Regions from separate parts of the Rattus norvegicus genome. Here region 1 is linked to region 2. Evidence: chromatin contacts called from public Hi-C data. All regions are on one chromosome and are shown on one strand. Each heading gives the region's core, a stretch centred on a gene start, on an enhancer-like site or on the middle of the called end of the contact. The rest is flanking DNA. Distances are from core to core; before and after follow the strand shown.

Region 1 (5,910 bases), core at 1,135-3,634, 100 kb before region 2:
CCAGGCAGTCAGGCTTAGTTTAAGACTTTCAAATTTAGTGTCCTACAGTAATACAGTACCACAGCAGAAAACTATTAGTGAACCAACCCCATTACCCCCGAAGACACCCGATGCCATTCAAAGCTGGACTGCTAAGCTGCAGGCACACACCAGGACTAGGCAAGACCACCAGCAGCAACATCTGTACATCAGGCACAGCAAGCTGCAGGTCTCTTCCCCCAGTGGCCTGGCCATGATGAACATATTACCTTGTCAAGTGTACGCTGCTGCATGAATTAACCCCTTTAGGAACAGAAACTGTCTAGAGGAAAAGCAGGCCACAGTTCACTGGAGGGCAATTCCTCAAGCTGAAGGCTCCAGACAAACAGCTGACACGGCCTTTCACGTGGAAGCCTGCCTCTCCAGTGGAAGCCTGCCTCTCCCGTGAAGGCACACCCACTCAGAAGTCAACACTCACTCACCTGAACAATAGCAGGGTCCTGAGGGAGAGCATGCTGAGCTTTTGGAGGTTCGCACACAGTGATATCTTTGATATCACTTCCCCGGAAAATGATGTACTCATAAATTTCCTCTCTTGGGGGAGCAGGCCTGTCTGTGGGACGGTCTTCAGTACCAAAGGACCTCACTTAGGGTTGAGAAAAAGACAGGTAAGTTGTTGTCCTTGCCAAGTCCGTTTGCTCGAGCTTCTGACCACAGCACCCTGACACAGCACTCTCAACAATTAGCAGCTACTTAATCTCTCAATTTCCAGCTGACAACACCTATAAAGCACCACGTGGCAAAGATCACAAGGGACAGTAGTTCAGGAAGATGACATGAGAATTTCACTAGAATTCCAAGCCTCACAAGGCTCCCTGATAATCTGCAAAAACCCGTGGACGGACAGAGCTCTTCGCAGACGAGGACGGCGCTGCAGAACCTCTTTTCTCAAATCTGAATTTACAGATGGAACCCTGGGCCCTCATCACAAGCTGCAGCTGAGGAGACTTTGAGGCAAACACGAAAAGTCTCCCTAGCCCTGGTACAAACAACAGGCCATGGTTATTGCAGAAACAAAGGGAACAGGTCCCCAAACTCAGACCTCCAACATTAGCTTCTATGTTCGTAAGGAAATCCTGGACCCAAAGGACCCTCTACAGGATGGATCTAGCTAGCACGGCTCTCTTTGGCAACACTCCTGGGCTGAGCTGAATCTGGTAGCAGGCTTTAAGCAGAAACTCGGATTGTGGACAGGGGCCTACTCTGGGTGTTTCTCCAACTGGGGAATCTCTCGTCAAGTGCAGCATGAAGAGTTCAAGGGAACACCACCCCCCCCCCCAACCCTGAGCTCTTCCCTGCAGCACCGCAGTCTGGGTCGGGGCAGCACGCTTCAAATAGAAGGTATGGCTAGGGTTTGGGAGAATGGCTTAGGACTGCAGCACGCCGGCTTCAGATTGGCCTCGACCGTTCTTCCATCCGCACCCTCGTGGGTCTAACCCACCCCGGGAGGGCTGCGGCGCTCAAGCTTCTGGAAAGCCGAAGGAAACGAGCGCCCCATTTAACGCGGAGAAAGAAGACAAAGAAGCTCTGGGCCCTCACGCTGCTGCGACTAGCGCACCGACTCTGGACTTCTCTCAACAAGCCAACCCCTCAAGTGGAAAGGGTCGGGAGAGTTCAAGTTCAGAGCAGGGCAGCCGCAGCTCAACCGACGCCCTAGCTCGGCTGGAGGCTGCACCGGGACTCGACGGGCGGTGGCTACCAAAGGGTTCCAAAGAGAGCGCGCAGGACCCCGGCCCCCCGCCTCGGCGCGTGTCTCGCCCCGCGGGGGCGTCTCTCAGGTGGGGAGGTCTACGGCTTCAAAGCCGCCCCACCCCCTGACACCGGCAGGACCCTGGTCCGCTCCTTCTACGGCCCCCGCCGAAGCGGGGAACACCATTGTGCGGGCAGGCGCGGGGCGGCGAGCTGTTGGGGCGGCAGTTGGGCGCGCGGCGGCGACTGGCCGCTACCTTTAGCGAGCGCCACGGTGGAGTTGTCGGTGTCGATGGTGTAGAGGATGCCCTCGTAGCGGATCTGCGCCTTGGAGATGAGGCTGATCTTGCTGCCCAGATACGGGGTGCCGGACGAGCCGCTCATGGCGGCGGCCGGGGCGCGCAGGGCGCGGGGGACCAGCGCCGGGCCCCGCCCGCTCCGCCGCCGCGCGGTGGCCTGGCCGCCCACTCCTGCGCAGCTCCGCGCCGCCGCCGCCGAGGCGCCTTCTGCCGCGCCTAGGGGCCTGCGGGCCACGAGCGAGCGGGAGAGGGAGCGGAACGAGGCGCTTAGCCGGAGTCTGAGGGGAGCGGGGGAGGAGCGCCGCCGCAGCCACATCCGGGGCCTCCCGCCACCGCGCGCCGCCCCCGTACGCTCGTAGCCCATTGGCTCCTGGCTGCCGGCTCCCTTTAAATATGGCCGCGCCGCCGGCGGTGGGCGGGCCCGCGGCTGCGCAGCTAGGAGCTGCCAGCCAGGACCTGCTTCTGTGGGTCTTCCCAGCCGGTTCCCGGCGGGCTCCGCGCAGGGCCTAGGGGCGTGAGACTAAGCGGGCGGGGCGGAGCGCGCGTGCGCGAGGCAGGCGTGAGGCCACTGTTTGCAAACTCGGGGGCGGGGCTGGGGCTGGTCCTGGAGGAGCGCCAGGCTCCTCCCGCCGCGCGTGCCGGAGGCACCCTTCGGGCTCAGGTGTTAATAGGCTGGAGATGTCAGTCTTCCTTTCTTGTTTGCAGGAGCTGGACCCCGACTGTTAGCCAGCGCTGGGCCAGGTGCGTCTTCAGTGCGGCTCGCGCCTGGGAGCCTTGGAACTGGCAGGCGAGTACTGCTCAGTTCTGTAGCGCTCCCGGCGGGGCAGCCCCGAAATAGAAAGTACTGGGGCAGCCCAGGGCAGCCCTGCTCTCCTCCCAAGCCAGCAGCGCTGATGTCCTTAAAATAAGCCCTGACTGTCTTGGGTGGCTCCCGCCTGCCTGCACGCGTCCTCAGACTGCGCAGCTATGAAATTGGAAGATTCTCCCCCTTAAATCTCTTCCTGTTCTTGCGGTGCTGGCTCCGCGTCATGCATGATTAGTGGCTTTGTATGTATGGCGCTTGTTTATTTACAGTTAGTCTCCGCCGTCAGATTAGGGCCCAATATTAGTTACTATGAGAAATTTGGTAGGTGGCGATCAGCATTTCATAAACGTGAAATAGAATGAAAGAGGAGATAAGGGAACATCCCATAGAGTGAAAGTAAGTACTGTTTGGTGAAACAGTTTCTCTTAAATGTGAGACATGAAAAGTACTTCTTACTGTGGTGACATCAACTTACCGCCAGAGGATGCTGGGAATAGTTGTGAACATTTTTAAATTTTAATATTTTCTTATTTGGTGCGCATGTTTGTGTGTGTATGCATGTGTGCATATGTCACAACATGTGTAGAGGTTAGAGGACAACTAGGAGTTCTCTGCTTCCTGGAAGCATAGGGGTCCTGGAAATGGGAACTCAGGGGGTCACACTTAGCATCAGCATTTACCCACTGAGCCATCTTGCTGAGCCTAGTTTTTGTTTGGTTGGTTTTTTTGGTTTTTCGTTTGTTTGTTTTTGTTTTTAGTTTTAGTTTTAGTTGTGACAGGGGTCTTACTCTTAGCCTTAGCTGGCCTGGAACTGACTATGTAACCCAGACTGGTCTCTAACCTCCTACCTCAGCCTTCCGACATGCTAAAATTTTGAGAATGAGCCACCACTAGATACCCATAGTGAGACAACTTTCCCGGGTTTACAGAGGCAGAAACAAGCATAGTATGTGGGTGAATTGCTGATGAGCCTGGAGAGTTCTTTAAAATGTTATTCTGGACCTCAAATGCTATGTATGCATCCTGTTCCACACCGACCCACCCTATCCCCCGCCACCTTTGTGAGACCCACGGAGCAACACCAGCAGCCTCCATCACCAAGCAGCAAAGAAGGCAGACAAGTCTGATCAACCATAATTCAGCCACACTTTCCACAGCTGCATCTTGACTCAGGAAAATTGTGCTCAGGAAAACTGAGGCAGCCCTGTTGGGGAGTTCTCCTGGTCTGTGGGGCATCTGGGCTGTCACTACAGCATGACCGTGCTCACTCAGACATCCAGGTTGTACTTGATGGGGTGAGTGGATGGGTGGGCCTGTAGGCACTTCAGTGACCTGGCTGGGGATCCCTCTGTGTAGCCCCTACCTTTCAAGGTCACAGAGTCACAAGCCTCTGGGTTGGAAGTGTGTGCATTCTTCAGTTAACATAGGCTGATTCTTCCTGAGTTCTAGAACTTGAGATGGAGGAAGGGGGTTTGGCTCCCAGCTACCTCAAAGTGCCTGCCAGACTCCTGCATCTGCAACTGGGTGGTTCCCTGAGGACACTAGACACAGTCTAGATGGCCAGAGTGCAGAGGCTAAAAATACATACACTGCCCAGGTCTAGGAATACAGGCTCTGCCATTGATTCCTGATGTCCTGCCCAGCACCAGGAATGGAGGGTCCTTGCACAGTCCCAAGAAAGGGAATAGCTGTGCAAGATTGAAATTTGACCCATGTATCCACTGGAGAAGTGTTTCCTGGCTAGCACAGCTGCCTAGTACTGCTACAATGTAGCTCTTCCAAAGTGTGCAGGTCTTGAGAGCCTGCTGAGCTCACCCATTTGATAACTGTGGAGCCAGTGAATGGGGAGTTCTATAGAGAGAAACCAGGGCTTCTGAAAAACTCCGACCATGTCAGATTCCCTAGCTTAGTTTCTCCTTTTCCCAAATGGTGATTTAGCTACTCTGCCCATCTTACTGGAACACTAGAAGTCGCAGAAGATAATCCTCGCAGGAGGCTTTGAGAGTGGCTAGGTTAGATGTGTGTAGAACCTGATGTAGCTGCAGAAATCTGCACTGTAACCATAAGCTGCATGGGAGTAGGGTGCAAAAACTTCCAGGGCAGTTAGAAGGCAGGAAGGTGAACCCCCATCCCACACTTCAGTGCTGGCAAGCTGGGGTTACACTAGCCAGTAATTCGGTAGCAGGTGATTGTGTGGTGCCACAGAAAATCATTCTGTAACTCAGAAGCACACCTGAGAAAGAGTGGCCAGCTCACCGGATCTCACAGGTATACTTATTTCAAAGTATACAAAACAAGAATTAGAGAATACCATTGCTAGGCTGGTGGTCCACAGGTAAAGGGGAATTTAGACCCTGGTCTGATGTATAGAGATATGTCAGTCTTGACCCGGCCCCTCCCCACGTTCAGAATCTCATCACCACAATGAATGTTCTGTGATCACAACTGGTGGGGATGGAACAAGGAGGCACAGGTGGACTGGGTGGGACGCAGAGAGAAGAGGGTGAGCAGCCCAGGGTGCCTGCCTCCTAGGTGCCGCATGTGCCATGTGCGACTGCACTGTGAGGAGGAGGATCTGCATAAGCAACAATCCTCCTGAGGTCTTACCTGCTGACCCTGGTTCCAGATGAACTCTAGTTCCCACTGTTCAACAGACCTGCTATCCCAGAGTGTGCACAAGTAGGTCAAAGTTCAAGTGTTTGACACGCCCCCTCTTTGTACTCAGCCCCCTTTCCAGTCCTGCATCCTTCTGTGAGACGGGGCCTCTCAAGTAGCCAAGGCTGGCTGTAAACTCAGTAGCTCAGATGACTTTGAAACTCTCAATCCTCCCGCCTCTGCATCCCGAGGTCTGGGGATCACAGGCATCTGCCACCACATTAAACACAGGCTTGGCCCACACTAGGCAAGCACTCTGCTAGCTAAGCAACACCCCCCAGCCTTCCTGACGCTCTTCCTGACCCTACCCTTTAAAAAAAAAAGATTACACATATTGATTGTATGTGTGCATGTGAATTTGTGTTGGGGGCCACTGCACATGTGTGATAATCAAAGGACATTGTGGGCTTTGGCTCTCTCCTT
Region 2 (6,737 bases), core at 2,292-4,791:
TTTGATTGTACAAAGCAGTAACTAGTGGGTGAGAGAAGCCAGGGCCGTGATAAAGAGAAGCTGGGTAAGTACCATAAAGTGCTTTTTTCTGCATGGCCTGCAGGTAAAAAGCACGGCATCACGGAACTGCATCCAGATGTAGTGAGTTACGTGTCTCATGCCACACAGCAAAGGCTGCAGAATCTTGTAGAAAAGATATCTGAAACGGCTCAGCAGAAAAACTTCTCTTATAAGGTAATGAGGCTATTTTCCTGGGGAGAATGTTCGTGTTCTCACCGCGTGACCTGGGCTGTCTGGAAGCCCTGTTGTCCTGGTTGTTCCTGTGCTCACTGTTAGCCACACACACTACCTGCAGGTGTGCTCAGGTGCTCCTGCGTCGGGAGACGGGGCTGTGAGCGTAGGAGATTACGGAGTCTTGTGCTCTTACTCCATCTAAAGAGCCAGGTCCTGCAGCCTGGCCTATTCGAGCCATAAGCTACAACTACAGGCTGTCCGCCGTGCGTGCGTGCGTGAGAGAGGGAGAGAATGAATGAATGAATGAATGAATGAATGAATGAATGAATGAATGAATGAATATGAAGTGGGTTTTCAGCCAGAATACGTCTTGAGCACTTGCACAGATGAAGGAGTCAGTGTCTGAACATTCAGAGCAGCCCGTGGTAAATTGTCAGCTTTAAAACACTTCGAAAGTTGGACTTGGTGGTGCACACCTTTATTTCTGGTACTCGGGAGGCAGAGGAAGATGGATCTCTGTGAGTTCAAGCCCAGCCTGGTCTAAAATTGTGAGTTCCAGGCTAGTCAGGGCTGGACAGAGGACCCTGTCTCAAAAACAAAAATAGACAGACACTTCTATACAGAAGGACTTAAATATGGCTTCAAAATGCCAAAGTGTATCAAGTTGGGCCTTTCGTGGGTTCCTGGTAACTGGACGAGACTTCCTGTCTTTGTGAGGTCGGGACTGGAGCAGTGGGATGTGAGCAACTGCCACACCATGTCCAGCTGTGCCAGGCACATCCATGCTTGTTGAAGTACCGAATCCACCGCTGACAGTGTCTGTACTAACTTTTTGGGTTTTTTTTGGTAGGATGACGACAGATATGAGCAAGCGAGTGATGTCCGGGCGCAGCTCAAGTTCTTTGAACAGTTGGATCAGATTGAAAAGCAGAGGAAAGATGAGCAGGAGAGGGAGATCTTGATGCGGGCAGCAAAGGCAAGTTAAACCCCATCTGCAGCTCAGGCTCAGCTTGCTGCCCCCTCCTAGCTGCTCACCAGGCACTGGCTTGTGCTCACCGCCATTTCTGGCAAGTGTGGAAAGAAGGGTGTTGTGAGTGAAGCTGGATAGGTGAGGCAGAAGCCTGGCTCCAGTTAGAGATTGGTAGAAGAGATGTAGCTCTCATTTTGTTAGTTAATTAATTAATTTTAAAAATGTTTTGCTTTATTTTTGAAATAAGGACTCATTATGTAGCTCTGGCTGTCCTGGAACTCACTGTAGACCAGGCTGGCCTTGAACTTACAGAGATCTTCCTGCCTCTGCCTTCTGAGTGTTGGGATTAAAGGTGTGTAACACTATGGTATGGGCTTAAATCTTAGAATTCTGACCTCTTCCCTTCCCTGTGGGTTCATATAGCCTTTCAGTCTAGAGCATTCAGAGCTAAGTATAGGAACTTTATGATTAGAGTCATCCAGAAATGTTAATTCCAGTGTCAGCTTTTTGTGCAGTAGGAGGAGTGGTAGCTGAATGCCAGCCTCACTAGCTGCTGAGCCCAACACGACTGGGAGCTCTGTCCCAGCTCTTTCCCAGTCTACATTGAGTCAGAGGCATATGACAAACTGGTAGCCATATGTCTAAGACTCTCTCACTGCGTCTGGATGGTATCAAAGACATTTTTTTCATGGCCCATTATTACCTAAATTTTTGTCATTTGGATGTAAACATGTATAGAATTTGCAGGAACTCTGTCATCTGGCTAAATGCTGCTGTAGATGGACAGGGTACTGTGGGTTCAGTAATGTTCATGGAAGGCATGACTCTTGTTTTTTCCTTCTTTCAAAAATAGTCTCGATCCAGACAAGAAGACCCAGAGCAATTAAGGTTGAAGCAGAAAGCAAAGGAGGTGAGTTTCTCTGTTTGGCCTCTACTGCACTTGCAGTTCGTGGTCATGCTTGGTGCCCACATAAAAGACAATACTTAGAAACCTGGCGTTTGGGGCTGGGGATTTAGCTCAGTGATAGAGCGCTTACCTAGGAAGCGCAAGGCCCTGGGTTCGGTCCCCAGCTCCGAAAAAAAAAGAACCAAAAAAAAAAAAAAAAAAAAAGAAACCTGGCGTTTGCCAGTGTGGGCATCCATTGCTCCTTTGTCCTCTTGGGGGACCCATCAGCCCAGGCTCTTTCTGTGCTGTCTGCATTTGGCTGGAGAGTACCTGTCCCTCTCTGTGAGATTAGGCTCCCTAAACCCCTTCTAATTGTCTGAGCATTTTAAGGTAAGCTTCTGTTTAAAAAGTCTTGTAAATATTTTTGGTTACAGACATGTCCTTAGTTTTAAAAGCCTCAACTCTAAAGAAGTTATGACTTAGGAAACTTGAGAAAATTCTTGGTAGCTGTTGCTACATTTGCAGTAAGACTCTCGAAGCAATGAGTTTTGTTTCCTTCCCAATGAAGATGCAGCAGCAGGAGCTGGCACAGATGCGACAGCGAGATGCCAACCTCACTGCACTGGCAGCCATCGGGCCCAGGAAGAAGAGGAAGGTGGACTGCGCTGGGCCAGGATCGGGAGCAGAGGTATAGCAGAACACGAGGCCGAGGTCTGGAGGGTGTGGGGAGTGCCTTCCTTCAGTAGGCAGGGGAGTTCCTGGCCTTCCGTAAAGGTGTGGTCTTGGTTGGACACTTGATTTTCAAGTAGCCTTTTTGTGCATATAACATGAGCTAAAACACATGGTCGGCTCTGCGTGGTTCAACCTGACGGAAACGCATGGGGTGGAATTCAGGATTGGCTCTGGTGGAGACAGTGTGAGGCCATCTGTAGGGTGTGTAACTGAGAGAAGTTCTCACCTGTTCACTGGGCCCAAAGTCTGAGTGTCTTATGTGCTGCCCTAATGCTTTATGCTTTAAACCATTGTCGTTTGCATTTAGAAGAGCAGTGGCAGACCTGCGTGTCCACTCAGTGGTCGTCACTGCTGCTGCTGAGGATGCTGGGTCCATGTGTCACTCGCATGTGCACTCTGCACTGGTTATAGAGTTCTAGGGTGCAGGTGCGTGTTGTCACTTTTCCTGTCCTTGCCTCTGTGTGGTAATCTGGTCTGACTGCTGACCGTTGGGGCCTTTCTTTAAGAGATTTTCCGTGTCTTAGGGTCAGTCTCTGGGCGGTCAACTTGTTTCTTCCATTTCCTGAGCTGCTTAGACTCACATGTGAGACTGCCTCAGTGTACATTTGCACCACATTGGCCATTGTTTTCTTCAGGTGTGCTCTGTTCCCATTTCTCTTCCTCTTGGTCCCCAGTCACACATGCACTGGACCGTGCTGTGGTCCCAGTCACACATGCACTGGACTGTGGTACTGCTCGTGTTCATTGCATCACCGATTTCCTCTGTGCCCTTCAGACTGGGTCCTGTTCCTCGGCCAGATTGGAGTTGTGCCAGCTCCTGTTGGCTGTTGAGCTCCAGTGCAGTTCCCATTTACAAAACGTTGATTTTAGTTGAGCGTGCCTAGAGCAGTGGGTCTCCACCTGTGGTCAAGACCCCTGTGGGGTTGCATATCAGATACCCTGCATGTCAGCTGTTTACATTAGGATTCATAGCAGTAGCAAAGGTACAGTTATGAAGTCACACTGAAATAATTTTATGGCTGGGGTCACCACAGCATGAGGAATGTTCTATCTATAGGCTATGGATTTGCAAGCATCCCTCTAGTGAGTAGCAGACTTCCCCTGTCTGCCACTTTATGATGGCTATAACTCTCCTATGTTGTTGAACATATATATTGAAGCTTCCAGCCTCGGTTTCCCCTCACTGTTCTCCTTTCCCTGTTTCAGTGCATGTCTAGTGCCTATCACTGAATGCTGGGCATCTTTGATCAGATGTGATGAGGCCCCTGGGTGGTTTTCCACACTCTGAAGAATGTGGGCTGGACTTGTTTCAGTTTATTCTGTTCCTATGGCTCTGTGCAGACGTGGGGCATTTTTTTTTCTAGTCTAGTATAACACAGCACCCCTGTCTGTGTGTTTGTGTTTGGCTATTTTTTACATGAGTCTTAATGGAGAATGACCCTTCATCCTGGCGAAACTTAGCTAAAACCTTGGTTGAACTCTCGTGTTGCCACCAGGCCTCAGTCTATTTTGCCTTTATCCCCATAGAAACTGCTGTCTGTTTTGCTTGGGCAGTTCTGTCCTGCTGTGAAGCAAGCAGATTGGGTCAGCTTAGGGTAGTGGCTTCAGCAGGTCAGTGCTGTCCCTGCCAAGGACTGCTGACCCATCTCCAGCCCTGGAGCCAGCAGTGACTCCCTGTGCAGCAGTCTTTGGGTGTGGAGACTATACCCTAGAGGTACAGGGACATCCCTCTCAGTTCAGGGGTAGGTAAAACGTCTGAGTGTGGCATAGGAAGAAAATCTCAGCCAGAATCTTTATGTAGATGTGTTCTCTGAAAAGCTGCAGCAACTGGGTCTACTGTTCAAGTATACAGGCCTCCAAAACTCACACAGAAGTGAGGCCAAGAAGTGAGTAAAACCTTGGGTAGCAACTTCACACTTTGAAAAGGACACCAGGGGAGTTAGAAGATACCAATGAACTTTTTCTGCTGCGTGTTTTTGTAGCTTGCTGAATTATTGTAAGGTGTAAGCCCTTGTAACTTATCAGCTGAGGCACAAAAAGCCAGGTTCTGTAGTGTGCACCACAGTCCAAGCACTGGGCAGGAGAACAGAACCCAGGGCTTGCTGACTGCAGTATAGCTGAGTCAGTGAGTGAGACACCGTCTCCCACGTCAAGTTCCTTAGGGCAAGTTTGATCTTCATCAGTATTCTAATTTCTTCTTTACACACAACTACTTAACAAACTGTGACCAACAGCCCAACAACAACAATTAACTCTCAGGGATCCTGACATTATAGGATCTGAAAAGTTCCCAGAATTCTAAATGTCCCTCAACTGCAGAAATCATCTGCAACTGGCAAAATTAGACCCTTACTAGAGCATGAGGCAAATCATAGCTGCTGTGGTCAACTGAAGCAGCCCCACACCTGGGATTAAAAGAAAAACATTCCCAAAGTATTTCTGTCTTTTTCAAACAGACGAAAATTCTCACTATACAAATAAGGTAACCATTAACTTGTGGCCTAGCATGCATGCACATGTGCATGGGCAGTGCACAGGCAGTGCACACGCACATGTGCATACATGTGCATGGGCAGTGCACAGGCAGTGCACACGCACATGTGCATACATGTGCATACACATCCATGTCTCCCTGGCATCTTCTGTTTCTTTACCTGTGCTTGTGACTTTGTTTGAGACAGCTCCTGCAGCCCAGGCTGGACTTGAACTTGTGTTGTGACTAAGCATGACCTTAAACTCACCTCACTCTCCTTACCAAGTTTGGGGATTACTAGCATGTGCCACGGTGGCCCACCTCGTATTCATTTTTATTTTTGTTGTTCTTGTTTTGGTTTGAGACAGGTTTTCTCTGTATAGCCCTGGCTGTCCTGGAAGGGACTATGCAGACCAGGTTGGCCTTGAATTCAGAGATGCGTTCACCTGCTTCTGCCTCCAGAGTGCTGGGATTAAAGGTGTGCACCAGTATTCTCTGTTTCTTTAGTCTTTCGATTGCATGGCTGGCCTTGAACTCAATCTTTCACCTCCCAAGTGCTGGGGTAACAGGTGCTCTGAGGGAACAGGTGCTTGTGGCCACTCTTGGCTTCTTTGTGAAGGCTGTTGTCTAAGGAAGGTTTTGTCTGTGTTCTTGTGGTTCCTTTTGTCCTTACACAGTTTGTAACGACCTGGTCTCACAGTGGTTTCTGTAATGCTACGGTGCCCTTATCTTCACACCACCTGCCTCTCTTCTCACTTGCTATCCTGTGAGGCTGGCCTCCTGGAGATGTTGCTTTTCAGCTCTAGGCTAATTGAACCTGTGTCTTAAGCTGCTTGGGGGAAGATGAAGCCAGCTTCCAGCAACTCAGCCGTGTTTCTCGCTGCTGCCATCCAGTGGTGGCTGATCATGCTGTCCTGACTTGCAGGTTGGTTAAAGGCAGAGGTGCCTGCCATGCTTTCTCTTGCCTTGGTAAGTTAATCACTGGGAGCTGTTGTCACTGTTGTGGTGGCCTGGGCCCTCTCTGTGCTGCAAGCCTTGGTTTATGTAGTTTACAAAGTTCAGAGCTTCTTTTGCATGGTGGCCTTTCTGACCCTTACCACTCTTTTTTCCTTCCCTTTTCTGACTTTCCTTCTTCTCTTTCTGGACTTGCTTGAAACTCCTTTTTGTGTGTCCACACCGGCCTCTTCTGTCTCCACTCTTCAACAGCAGTGCTTTTGAGCTCTGAGCTCATAGGCACAGTGCTGCCCTTGGACTGCTTGACCAGGAACTTGTCTGGTGGTGTGCTCTACCTCAGATGTGGCACCTGGGTGTTTTGTTACTCACGGGGTGATGGCGCCCTCTCCTGGCAGTACTGGAAACTGTCTCGGCCATACCAATCTTGCTGTAGTTGATTGCTCAGGGCCTGCTGGTGTCTGCTGACTCTGTGCATGCTTATTTTGTAG

The links. Hi-C and Micro-C count contacts between places; a contact is called where the count stands out from the background.
Region 1: a Hi-C map of liver shows a contact between it and region 2, with 3 times the contacts expected there. The contact joins the promoter of Lsm14b here to the enhancer-like site in region 2. A contact is called at or near these places in 3 of 12 Hi-C or Micro-C datasets (frontal cortex, kidney and liver).

The regions. Positions count from the first base shown.
Region 1 is chr3:187,499,725-187,505,634 of GRCr8, reverse strand. It overlaps Lsm14b (LSM family member 14B), which reads right to left and starts at 2,384. Exons shown (of 8, transcript XM_063285136.1): 1 at 1,986-2,384; 2 at 462-625. The coding sequence starts at 2,343.
Region 2 is chr3:187,400,140-187,406,876 of GRCr8, reverse strand. Taf4 (TATA-box binding protein associated factor 4) reads left to right here. Exons shown (of 15, transcript NM_001402170.1): 11 at 104-234; 12 at 1,085-1,210; 13 at 2,058-2,114; 14 at 2,659-2,778. Among named protein-coding and RNA genes, the nearest start is that of Taf4, 58 kb to the left of the region's middle. Within about 2 kb of position 3,541, at least 2 of the 93 cell types and tissues checked have an H3K27ac peak or open chromatin away from gene starts, as enhancers often do. A contact at or near this core is called in liver, where this site is marked.